2 separate regions of the Capsicum annuum genome follow, and region 2 is linked to region 1. Evidence: chromatin contacts called from public Hi-C data. All regions are on one chromosome and are shown on one strand. Each heading gives the region's core, a stretch centred on a gene start, on an enhancer-like site or on the middle of the called end of the contact. The rest is flanking DNA. Distances are from core to core; before and after follow the strand shown.

Region 1 (5,359 bases), core at 627-3,126:
TAATCCCATTTAATAAAAACACGAAAAAAATCAAGAATTTGAAGAATTACCTAAAAGGGTATGTAAAATTGCAGTGTAAGATTGAAAGAGTTTTATCAGAAATGACTAGAAATCAAGTGGGGTATTGCTGTTTTGATATTGTTGGTCACCAACTAATCACTTAGACACTATCAAAATTCCAACTTTTAGCTCTGAATTCTACTCCCTCCGTTTCAATTTGTTTTGCCTACTTTCCTTTTTGAAGAACGACCTTTCCTTTTTTTGTAGCAACTCCATAATTTCAACTTTCTACGTAGCATGTTTAAGACTACAAAATGAAAGGTCATTTCGACAGATTCAAAAGTCTTCTCTACTTTCTTAAATTCCATGCCAAGTCAAAAAAGGCCAACGAAATTGAAGTGGAGATAGTAACAAATTTAGCTGTAACAATACATTCCAAGAACAGATTTTAATAATCAGAACTTCAATAAGGATCAAAGAACGAACAAAAACACATAATCCCACTTAATAAAAACACACAAAAAAAACAAGAATTTGGAGGATTACCTAAAAGGGTAGGTAAAATTGGAGAAACAGATGAAGAAATTGATCAAGAATGACTAGAAATCAAGTGTGGTATTGCTTTTTGATATTCTTGGTCACCAACTAATCACTCAAACACTATCAAAATTCCAACTTTTAGCTCTGAATTCTACTCCCTCCGTTTCAATTTGTTTCGCCTACTTTCCTTTTTGAAGAACAACCTTTCCTTTTTTTTTTTAGCAACTCCATAATTTCAACTTTCTACGCAGCATGTTTAAGACTACAAAATGAAAGGTCATTTCGACAAGATTCAAAAGTTTTCTTTTACTTTCTTATACTTCGTGGAGACAAGCATCCTCAAACTATGGTCAAAGTTGCTACGACACAATCAAACTTCACAGGGATTACTATGACCCTTGAAGTCAATTTTAGCACATTTTTGTCACCTTTTTGTGCAGATATGGCACCTTTATTACACAAAAATGGGACCCACGTCAAAGGTGTCACGTCAGCTAAAAAGGTTGACAAAAATACGTTAAAATTTAGTTCAGGGTAATAGGGACCCCGTGAAATTGGAGTATGTCGTAGCAAATTTGGTCATCGTTCAGGAGGGGACTAGATGCTTTACTCTATTTCGTGCCAAGTTAAAATAGGCCAAAGAAATTGAAACGGAGATAGTATCAAATTCAGCTGTAACAAAACATTCCAAGATCAAATTTTTATAATCAGAACTACAATTAGGATCAAAGAATGAGCAAAAACACATAGCTCCACTTAATAAAAACAAAAAAAAAAATACAACTTTTGGCTCTGAATTTTGACAAAATTTAGTTGTAAGTTGTAACAAAACATTCCAAGAACAAATTTTTATGATAACAATTACAATAGGGATCAAAGAATGAACAAAAACACATAACCCCACTTAATAAAAACAAACAAAAAATCAAGAATTTGAAAGACTACCTAAAAGGGTATGTAAAATTAGAGCAACAGATATTCTTAGTCACTGATAGACTATCAAAATTCCAATAAATAGAATCAAATAATGAAAATTACAAAATAAATTAATCAGAATAGCTCCACTTAATAAAGACCAAAAAAAAAAAAAAGATCAAGAATGTGAAGAATTACCTTAATTTTGGTATGTAAATTGGAGTAAAAGATTGAAAAATATTATCAAAATTTTGCTAGTAGTCAAAGTGGTACTTGTTCTGCTGATGGGTGATGCACTTTAATTTTCTTGTTTACCAACTAATATCACTGAGTATTTATTAAAATTAAAATTCCAAACTTTTGGCTCTGAGTAGTGACAAAAAATGTAGCTGAAAATTTAATGGAAAACTAACATAAACATATACTTATTATATTTACACAAATTTTCTCTTGTTATAAAGTAATTACAAATTCCTTGTCTTGAGCCGGGTCTATCGAAAACAGCCTTTCACGATAGCCTTTCTACTTTCCTGAAGTGTGATATAGATTGCGTACATCTTACCCTCAGACCCCATATGTGGGAATACACGGGATTTATTGTCGTTGTATAAAGTACTTACAAAAATTTCAACCAATTATGTATATTCGTCAGATATATCGGTGAGTTAATTATGTATATTGACAGACCCAAAATTAGAAAAAAAATGTATCAAGAGTCAATTATGTATCTTTACAAAAGAAAAAATATATATAGTATGTATTTCGACAGACTCAAAATTAGAAAAATGTATCAGAAGCTAATTATGTAGAGAAAAAATGTGTCTTCGTTGAATGTATTGGGGAGCTAATTATGTATCTCAACAGACCTAAAATTAAAAAAAAAAATATATCGAGAGCCAATTATGTATCTTTACAAAGGAAAAAATATGTATATTACATATTTCGCCGGACTCAAAATCAGAAAAATATATCGGAAGCTAATTATGTAGAGAGAAGAATGCGTCTCCAACTTCGTTGGATGTATCGGGGAGCTAATTATGTATTTCGACAGACCCAAAATTGAAAAAAGTATATCGTGAGCTAATTATGTATCTTTACAAAGAAAAAACGTATCTTCGTTGGATGTATTATGTATTTTGACCGATTCAAAATCGGCTAAATGTATCGGGGGCTAATTATGAATCTTTATAGAGGAAAAAATATATCTTCATTGGATACATCGAGAGCTAATTATGTATCTTGTCAGACTCAAATTTGAGATATTTTAGAATTCAACTTCAAACTATCGGGATTTATGTTGTTTACATTGTATGTCCTTTAAAATGTACTGATATTTAATTTTTATCTGTCAAATAGATTAGTTTTAGATTCTAACTTTAGCAATTGAACATATATTTAGCAGCGAGGCATGGAACATAAAATTTATGCACCGCAAAAAAAAAAATATGATGCGAAATTATAAATTTATAACTTGTAGGATATTAAGATGCGAAATTATAAATTTGAGCTCCGCAAAAGAAAAAAGTTATTGATGAATTAAAATTAAAGACGAACATAAAATTGGAGGAAACGTGAAAATGATCGTCTAGACTCTCCTATTTTAACTTTAAGATGAGAATAATTCTCGAGCACCAAATACCTTTCTTTTATATTAAAGTAAAATTGTAATGTGTAAAAAATATAGAAAAATATTTTGATTCTACCTTTTTTACGATATTTACTAGGCATTTGATGATAAATTTTAGATATTGTTGCATGTTCTTGCATCCACACTTCGATAATTTTTGTTTTGAGCTGCGGATCTATCAAAAATAATTTCTCTGCTCGATAAAAATAGAAGTAAAATTTGCGTACATTGCAACTTCGAACCCAAGAGTGGAAAGAGCTTCATCCAAAATTGACCCGTGAAGCACGGGTCTTGATCACTTATGATAGTTCGTGATAGTCCCCAATACTTTACCACGCTCTTAAGGAAGAAAGGAGCTGCTTCTTCGACCTTGCAATCCGGTGATGCGGGAATGAAGGTTGCATACTTCGAGAATCTATCAACCACGATCATAATGGAACCGGACAATGGTAGTGCCGTGATGAAGCCCATCGTGACACTATCCCATGATCGCTCCACCATTGGTAGAGGTTCCAAAAGTCCACCGGGCTTGTCCTTTCTAGACCCCACTTAAGAGATTACACTGGGTATGTTGTTGATGTTGCAAGGTACTTGGCAATCACTTTTGCTAATAACATCAAACTAGTCACTTACATCATGACACAAACATGGACTTTGACAAACTTTAGTATTTACAAAATGACCTGTTCGCGCCATTTCGCCCGTTTGACCACCCAAATGGCCCCACTCACCCGAACGGACCACACTGGAACGCTCCCCAACCTCCCTGGCACACGTCGGTTGATTTTCGGCCCACAGAATATCTGAACCCCAGCCCCACCACCCAGAACCTTGCTAAAATTTAGATATTACAAAATGACATCTAGTATAAGTGGAAAGTAAAATGGTAAGCAAAATAAACTACACCAACTTCCATTTTATCCTCTAAATATTTTCATCACACTACTTTAGAGCCGGTTCAAGCCTTGAAAACAACCTCTTGCAGAAATGTCAAGGTAAGACTGCGTATAATACACCCTTGTGGCGAGTTCCTTCCTCAGACCCTGCGCATAGCGGGAGCTTTAGAGCACCGAGCTGCCCTTTTTTCAAACTTTAGAGCCTCTCTAATTGCAATAGCTTACAACTTCATGTCTGTATATAATAGCATAAGTTTCGTTGGAGTGCGCATACATAAGATCACCCAATACATCGCGTATGCAAAAGCCATAAGAACTCTTCCCAGGATTTCCTCGACATGCACCATCCATCCGTGTTGTACTTCAACCAGTTCATTCGAGGAAAAGCTCGAATAAACTGCTCGGATCACGTTGCTGTGTGCTTATCTTGTTTATTAAGAGAGACAAGGATACTTAGGCATAGGTCATCTTGGAAAGTTACAGCTTCAGCTTACTCGTGTTCGATTTATGTAGTTTCTGTTGTTTGTGCCAGATCATCGATGCTGACTAACGATGTACTTGCTTCCTCTAGTATACTTTTTAGGCCTTTTTCTCAACTATAGTAGACTGCAACGTTGATGGACTGGTTCAAGGATAGCTACTTGTGAGATACCTTTCACATGTCCAGAGGGAAGTGCATTGACATGTCGACATTGCAGTTCTAAAATTCTTCAACAAGTGAAAGGTCTATCAGAAATACGTCTCTCTACCATCCAAGCTAGGGGTAAGATCTGCGTACATATTGTTCTCGTTGACTGAAAGGTAAATACACTGCAAAATGCCAGAATAGGAAAATAAGATAGCATAGACAGTAAAAGACATACAGGACCCTCGCTTTAAAGAATCCAAACAACGAAAAGAATTCAACGGGAGGGAGAGAGACGGAGACATGAAAGCACAAAATAGCAATAGATTGTGGAGCAATACTCGTGCATCATACGGTTGAAACTAGAGTTGAATACACTCATATATGAAAAGCTTAATTAATTTAGCTACGTACATTGTATGCCTACATAATAAGACCAACTTCGTTATGCAAGACTAGACACAATGAATAGTATGTACTAGCAAAACGAACCAAAATATGGATCCAGAAGTTCGAACCACTAACGACATGGCATTTGACTTTGGATAGGTTCCGTTAAAGTATCAATATGTAAGTACAACACTGAATCAACAGTCAAACAAGAAAAGAAGATTACGATCAACATCAATCAAATAAGAAGTAAAGAATTATCAGGAATAGGCGTAAAAACAACGGTGGAAGTGGTAGACCCGCTCAAGGTTTGCAAAATACTCTCCGTTATTTGTATTTTCTTTTACTTTGTCGGACTAAAAATAA
Region 2 (5,204 bases), core at 1,099-3,598, 130 kb after region 1:
GGATTGCAGAGATTGCCGGAGTGGTCGTGTCATTCGACCCCAAGCCTATTCCGGTGAGCTTTCTACTATGTACATTTTTCAAGTTTCTTGAAATTCAGGCTATTCTTTGATGTGTTGTCAGAACACGTTGGTTGCAATCTGGTCTCCGTTACCATGAACTGGTTGTGTATTAACGATGGATGTTTCCTTTATTGTCAGGGCGACTGGAACGGGGCTGGTGCTCACACAAACTACAGGTAGAGGAATAACCCTTGATTCATTCGACTTCCATCTTTAATTCCACTCGTTCCTATGAGTAAAACTTTGGAATTTTTTTCAGCACCAAGTCCATGAGGGAAGACGGAGGCTATGAAGTCATCAAGAAGGCCATTGAAAAGCTTAGCCTGAAGCACAAAGAGCACATTGCTGCATATGGTGAAGGCAACGAACGTCGTCTCACTGGAAAGCACGAAACAGCCAACATCAACAGCTTCAAATGGGTATATAAACATTCTCTCTTTCTCATCATTTCTCATTTTGGCTGTCTTTTTTATCCGTTCTTGGTATAGAGGTTCAACTAAGGTTATCACGACTTACAAAAAGAATGACACCTTTCTATACGTGGACCACAAAACGCATCCAACATCTTATGTTTGTCTCGTGACAAAAATTCATTTTGACGGTTATCAGGGGGTTGCAAACCGTGGTGCATCAGTCCGTGTTGGAAGGGACACAGAGAAGGCAGGCAAGGGATACTTCGAGGACAGAAGGCCTGCCTCAAACATGGACCCCTACGTTGTTACCTCCATGATCGCGGAGACCACCATCCTCGCGAAGCCTTGAAGATTTTTACTATTACTTGCTGCTCGAAGGATCGCTTGTTTCTGGTTTGCACAATGTGGGATAGGAGGAAACATTGAATTGTCGAACGAACCCTTTCGACTTCATATGTGTTATTTTAGTTATATAGGGTAGTCGTCTCTGTCTTTGCCATTCTTATTGTTATTTGCCAGTTGAAGTTGTGTATTTTCTTACAGCAAGGCCTATGATTTGGCAAATGCTGTTTACAAACAATGTTAATTCTTATTATTAATAACAAAAATATTGAAAGGGTTTGTGGTTCTATTTCTCAGATACTGTTGTTTTGAGACCAGTGATTAAAAACAACTCTAAAAAAACACTTCTAATAGTTTTGTGGTCTTGCAAAACTTTCTTTCTCTAAATGGTGCTGCACCCATATTGGATCCTTCGAAAATAAGCTATTTTTGGACGATCTGACACGCACCCGTCCATATTTTTAAAGAGTCCGAGCAACATAAATTTCTGCCTTTGTAAACACCCCCCACTACCCCAACTCGAAGGCAAAAAGATTTTAAAATCCTTATAATTTACGATCAATTCGTTCAACATTTTCTTTTTTAGAGGACAATTTTTCACATCTAAATTATTTATTAGATATGCTGATACCCAGAGCCATCGAACCGGCCCAACCAGCAAGAGGAGAAAGAAACTGGCCGAGATCATGCACATGGTTCCAAGTTAATGCCTGATAAAAATGATTTCGGTTATAGTTTTTCCGTGCGATGGCCCAGGACGGCGAATCTGAATGTGTATACTTAGTCGTAGAGCATTTTGAGTCTTTCCTTTAAGGATCGTACCTATGCATCTCCTTACTTTTATCTCCTTGCTTTATAGCGATTATAAAAGAAAAAAAGGGTAAGATTTAAACGAGCTACCTAACCTTGATAGTTAAAATCATATATTGCGATATTAATGATGAGAGATATCTTGAGAGATAAGAATTTATGTTCGGTCATATATGCTTAAAGTTTGACAACTACAATGAATCAAACTTTGGACTCGTATGTTTGGGGTATATCGGAAACAACCTTTTTATCTCTACAAGGTAGGGGTATGATCTGATATATTCTACACTCCCCAAACCCCGCTTGTGAAATTACATGGGGATGTTGTTGTTGTTGTGGTCAAAAGAATACCGAATGTATCTCCGCTTTTTGAATTTCACACATGAACTATTAGGCGTGTCAGTTTCCTACGTGAAATAACATCAATTATTCGTCAAAACACACCTCAACTATCAATTGTTCACACCTAAATGATGTGATACTTCATGTATGAAAATAAACAATGAATAGTTGAGGTGTGCTTTGACAAATAGCTGGTGATATTCAGTGGCAGAGCCAACATTTTAATTAAGGGGGTTCAAAATCGAAAAATGTGAACAAAAGAACCAGTCGAAGGGGGTTCAACGTCTGCTATATATATATGAAAAATAATTTTAAGCTTGTATAAATAGTATAATTTTTCGCCGAAGAAAGTTCGTATGAATCCTCTCACTATTAGCTAACTCCGCTCCTGGTGATATTTCAGGTAGAAAAATTGAGTTGCTTTAGATATATTTTCGACCTTAATTTTATTAAAATAATACTACAACTTGAAATTTTTTAATATGATCTAAATTGGCTATCTATGCAAATTGCCTGTGTCGTTAGATACCAGAACACTCATACCCGACCCGCTTCATAAAGGGGCTTAGGGTTTAAGTAAATTCAATTTTGGAAATACTAAACCCAACAATTAATCATTCAATTTCGATTACTTTAATGATGTTTCTCCGACAAGCTTCTGCTAATTTGCTCAAAAGATTCCGGTTTTGCCCTCAATCACTTCAAAGAAGTTCCCCAATTTTGCTATCCAATGCTGGTATATATATATATATATATATATATTTTATGATTTTTTTCATATTAAATTGTGTTTAATTGTCAAGATTTGCATTTGAGCTAATTATGCAATTTTTTTTAAGCTATAGTATTAATACTTGAACTCTAAAAGCTCTCTAGTAGACGAATGAAAACACCTAGTTTGACCTGACACAGAGTTTAAGAAAATAAAAAAGAACTTTTGAACTCGTGGTCCTAAATTAAAGTTATGTCAAATGCATCAAAATATCCGTTAATCTTGTAGTTTAGACTGTCACGTGGAAAGTAGTTTGTTCTTTTTGAAACGGAGCGAGTACATTTTACTAGGAATGGAGGTGTTCAATTGGAACAAAACATAGTTTGGGTGTCTAAGTAGAACATCCGGACAAGTTAAAGGGGCTGAAGTTGCTCGGACGCTCCAAAAATATTGTCGTACCCATGTCGAATCCTTCAAAAATACACTAGTTTTGAAGGATCCGACACGCACCCATCGACATTTTTGAAGAGGCCAAGCAACATAAGGGCTGACTATACCTACTTTCTATTAATAAGAAAAAAGTTGATATTTTTTTTTTCGTCATATTAAATTGTGTTTGATGATCAAGATTTGCATCAGGGCTAATTGTGCAGTTTTTTTTAGCTACAGTATTGAATGCTATAGCTCAAAAGTTTTCAAAGTTTGAGTGTAGTTTGCTATCCAATACTGGTAAGTTTAGAATTTTATGTATTCAGAGTTCATGACAATAAAGGTTCGATTATTTATATTATATTAAATTGTGTTCAATGATCAAGATTTGGGTCTGGGTTAATTTTGCAGCTATTTGAGCTGCATTGTTTAATGATGCTATGTGCTACTTTGTATTTCCATCATTTTGTTCATTAGTTGACATTTTTACTCACTCTCTTCACTTTTGCTTGTCACATTTCGTTTATCGAGAGTCAAACTGTATGAACTTTGTCCAACATTTTAAGATATGTTTTTTCATTGTATTAATATGAGAAAGACTGCAACTTATAGTTTGTTTATATAGTTTTCAAATATCTAAATTTAAAATGTTAAACTAATCTTATTCAATTTAGCTCCAAAAATTAGCCGATTGACCATCGTGAAGCGGAATATGACAAGTAAAAGTGAACAAAGGGAGCATAAAGAACCTACTTTCTTTTCATGAATAATTTTTTTTTTTTTCATATACTCCCTCCGTTTCAATTTGTGTGTCTTTTTTTGACTTGACACGGAGTTTAAGAAAGTAGAAGACTTTTAAATCTTGTGGTCTTAAATTTAACGATATGTGGAATGTACTAAAACGTCATGGCACATAGAAAGTTAAAATTATAAAGTTGCCGAAAAAAGAGAAGAGGCATTCTTTTGGAACAGACTAAAAAAAAAGTATGACAAAAAAATTGGAACAGAGAGAGTAGTAAATTGTGTTAAATGATCAAGGTTTGCGCTCGGCTAAGTATGCAGCTTTTTGAGCTATAGTATCTAACAATGCTATGTGCTATTTCGTATTTCCAGCATTTTGTTCATCAGCCACACTTCTACTTCTTTGGCAGGAAAATGTCGATTTTCCAGTGAGCTTGGTTCTGGAGGGTACTTTTCAGACTCATCTCAATGGATTTTTCTGTTTGGACCAGCTGGTATTCACTACTCTTATGGGGTAATCCATTTGTTTGTTGATGTCGTATGCTTGTATTTTAGCTCATAGCATATTAATATTTTTTGAACATCAATTGTCAGCTATATCCAATACAGAATTCTTTTAGTAAGAACCTCCACCTGTTATCAAACTATGTAGCAGAGGCAATATTTCGGTGTAGTCCTTTAGAGCTTATATGTTTCTTCAATCGAACACGATAAACTGTAAATTTCAACATGCAGGAAAGATCCGTTTTTTATTTGTAATTTTTTTGACTCCCGGAGAAATATATTCTGTCGTAAAATGAAGTTAAAGCGAACATGATGATTTTCTTAAGATAGAGTCATTTATGTTCTGCTATCACGACAATGTATCTGGTTTTGTCTCCACTCTTATAGTACTACTTCTCTTTTATCTTCCTGCTGTGAAGAAAACAGCCGTTGTTCTATTAGATGTTAATTTTCTGTAGAAAAAAATCATCTATGATCTGAGCACAAATTGTACTAAGATCACTCCATGCGCAAATTAAACTAAGGATAGGGGTTATATAGGTTCATGAATCAAGACCTTGATTTTTACTGGAGATGCCATTATTGAAGCCACGTACGATGTAAATTGCCATCAGACCTACTTTGATAAAACATTAACTGTATTGTCCTGTTGCAGCTGTAATCCTTGGAGTAAATGCTAGTCCTGCCTTGGCAGAAGAGCTTTCTACTCCAGCAACTACTGGAATTGATGGAGTTGATGTTGAAATCAGTGGCTTGCGCAAAATTGAGGATGGGTCCATAGTATCTAATATACACACATCCAAATGGAGAGTTTTTACAGACAGTGGAAGGGATTTGTTTTTACAGGCATG

Evidence for each region. A called contact is a pair of places that touch in the nucleus more often than the background predicts.
Region 2: a contact with region 1 is called in a Hi-C map of leaf, with 2.6 times the contacts expected there. The contact joins the promoter of LOC107870520 here to the promoter of LOC107870521 in region 1. A contact is called at or near these places in 5 of 5 Hi-C or Micro-C datasets (bud, leaf, pericarp and 1 more).

Annotation. Positions count from the first base shown.
Region 1 is chr12:3,364,315-3,369,673 of UCD10Xv1.1, forward strand. LOC107870521 (peptidyl-prolyl cis-trans isomerase PASTICCINO1) reads right to left here and starts at 1,877. Exons shown (of 21, transcript XM_016717079.2): 1 at 1,654-1,877. LOC107870523 (putative pentatricopeptide repeat-containing protein At1g09680) reads right to left here. Exons shown (of 2, transcript XM_016717083.2): 2 at 3,720-4,788.
Region 2 is chr12:3,495,127-3,500,330 of UCD10Xv1.1, forward strand. It overlaps LOC107870520 (kinesin light chain 3), which reads left to right and starts at 2,349. Exons shown (of 18, transcript XM_016717078.2): 1 at 2,349-2,370; 2 at 4,260-4,363; 3 at 5,009-5,199. The coding sequence starts at 4,318. It overlaps LOC107870519 (glutamine synthetase), which reads left to right. Exons shown (of 12, transcript XM_016717075.2): 9 at 1-53; 10 at 199-236; 11 at 320-479; 12 at 670-1,104. The coding sequence ends at 822.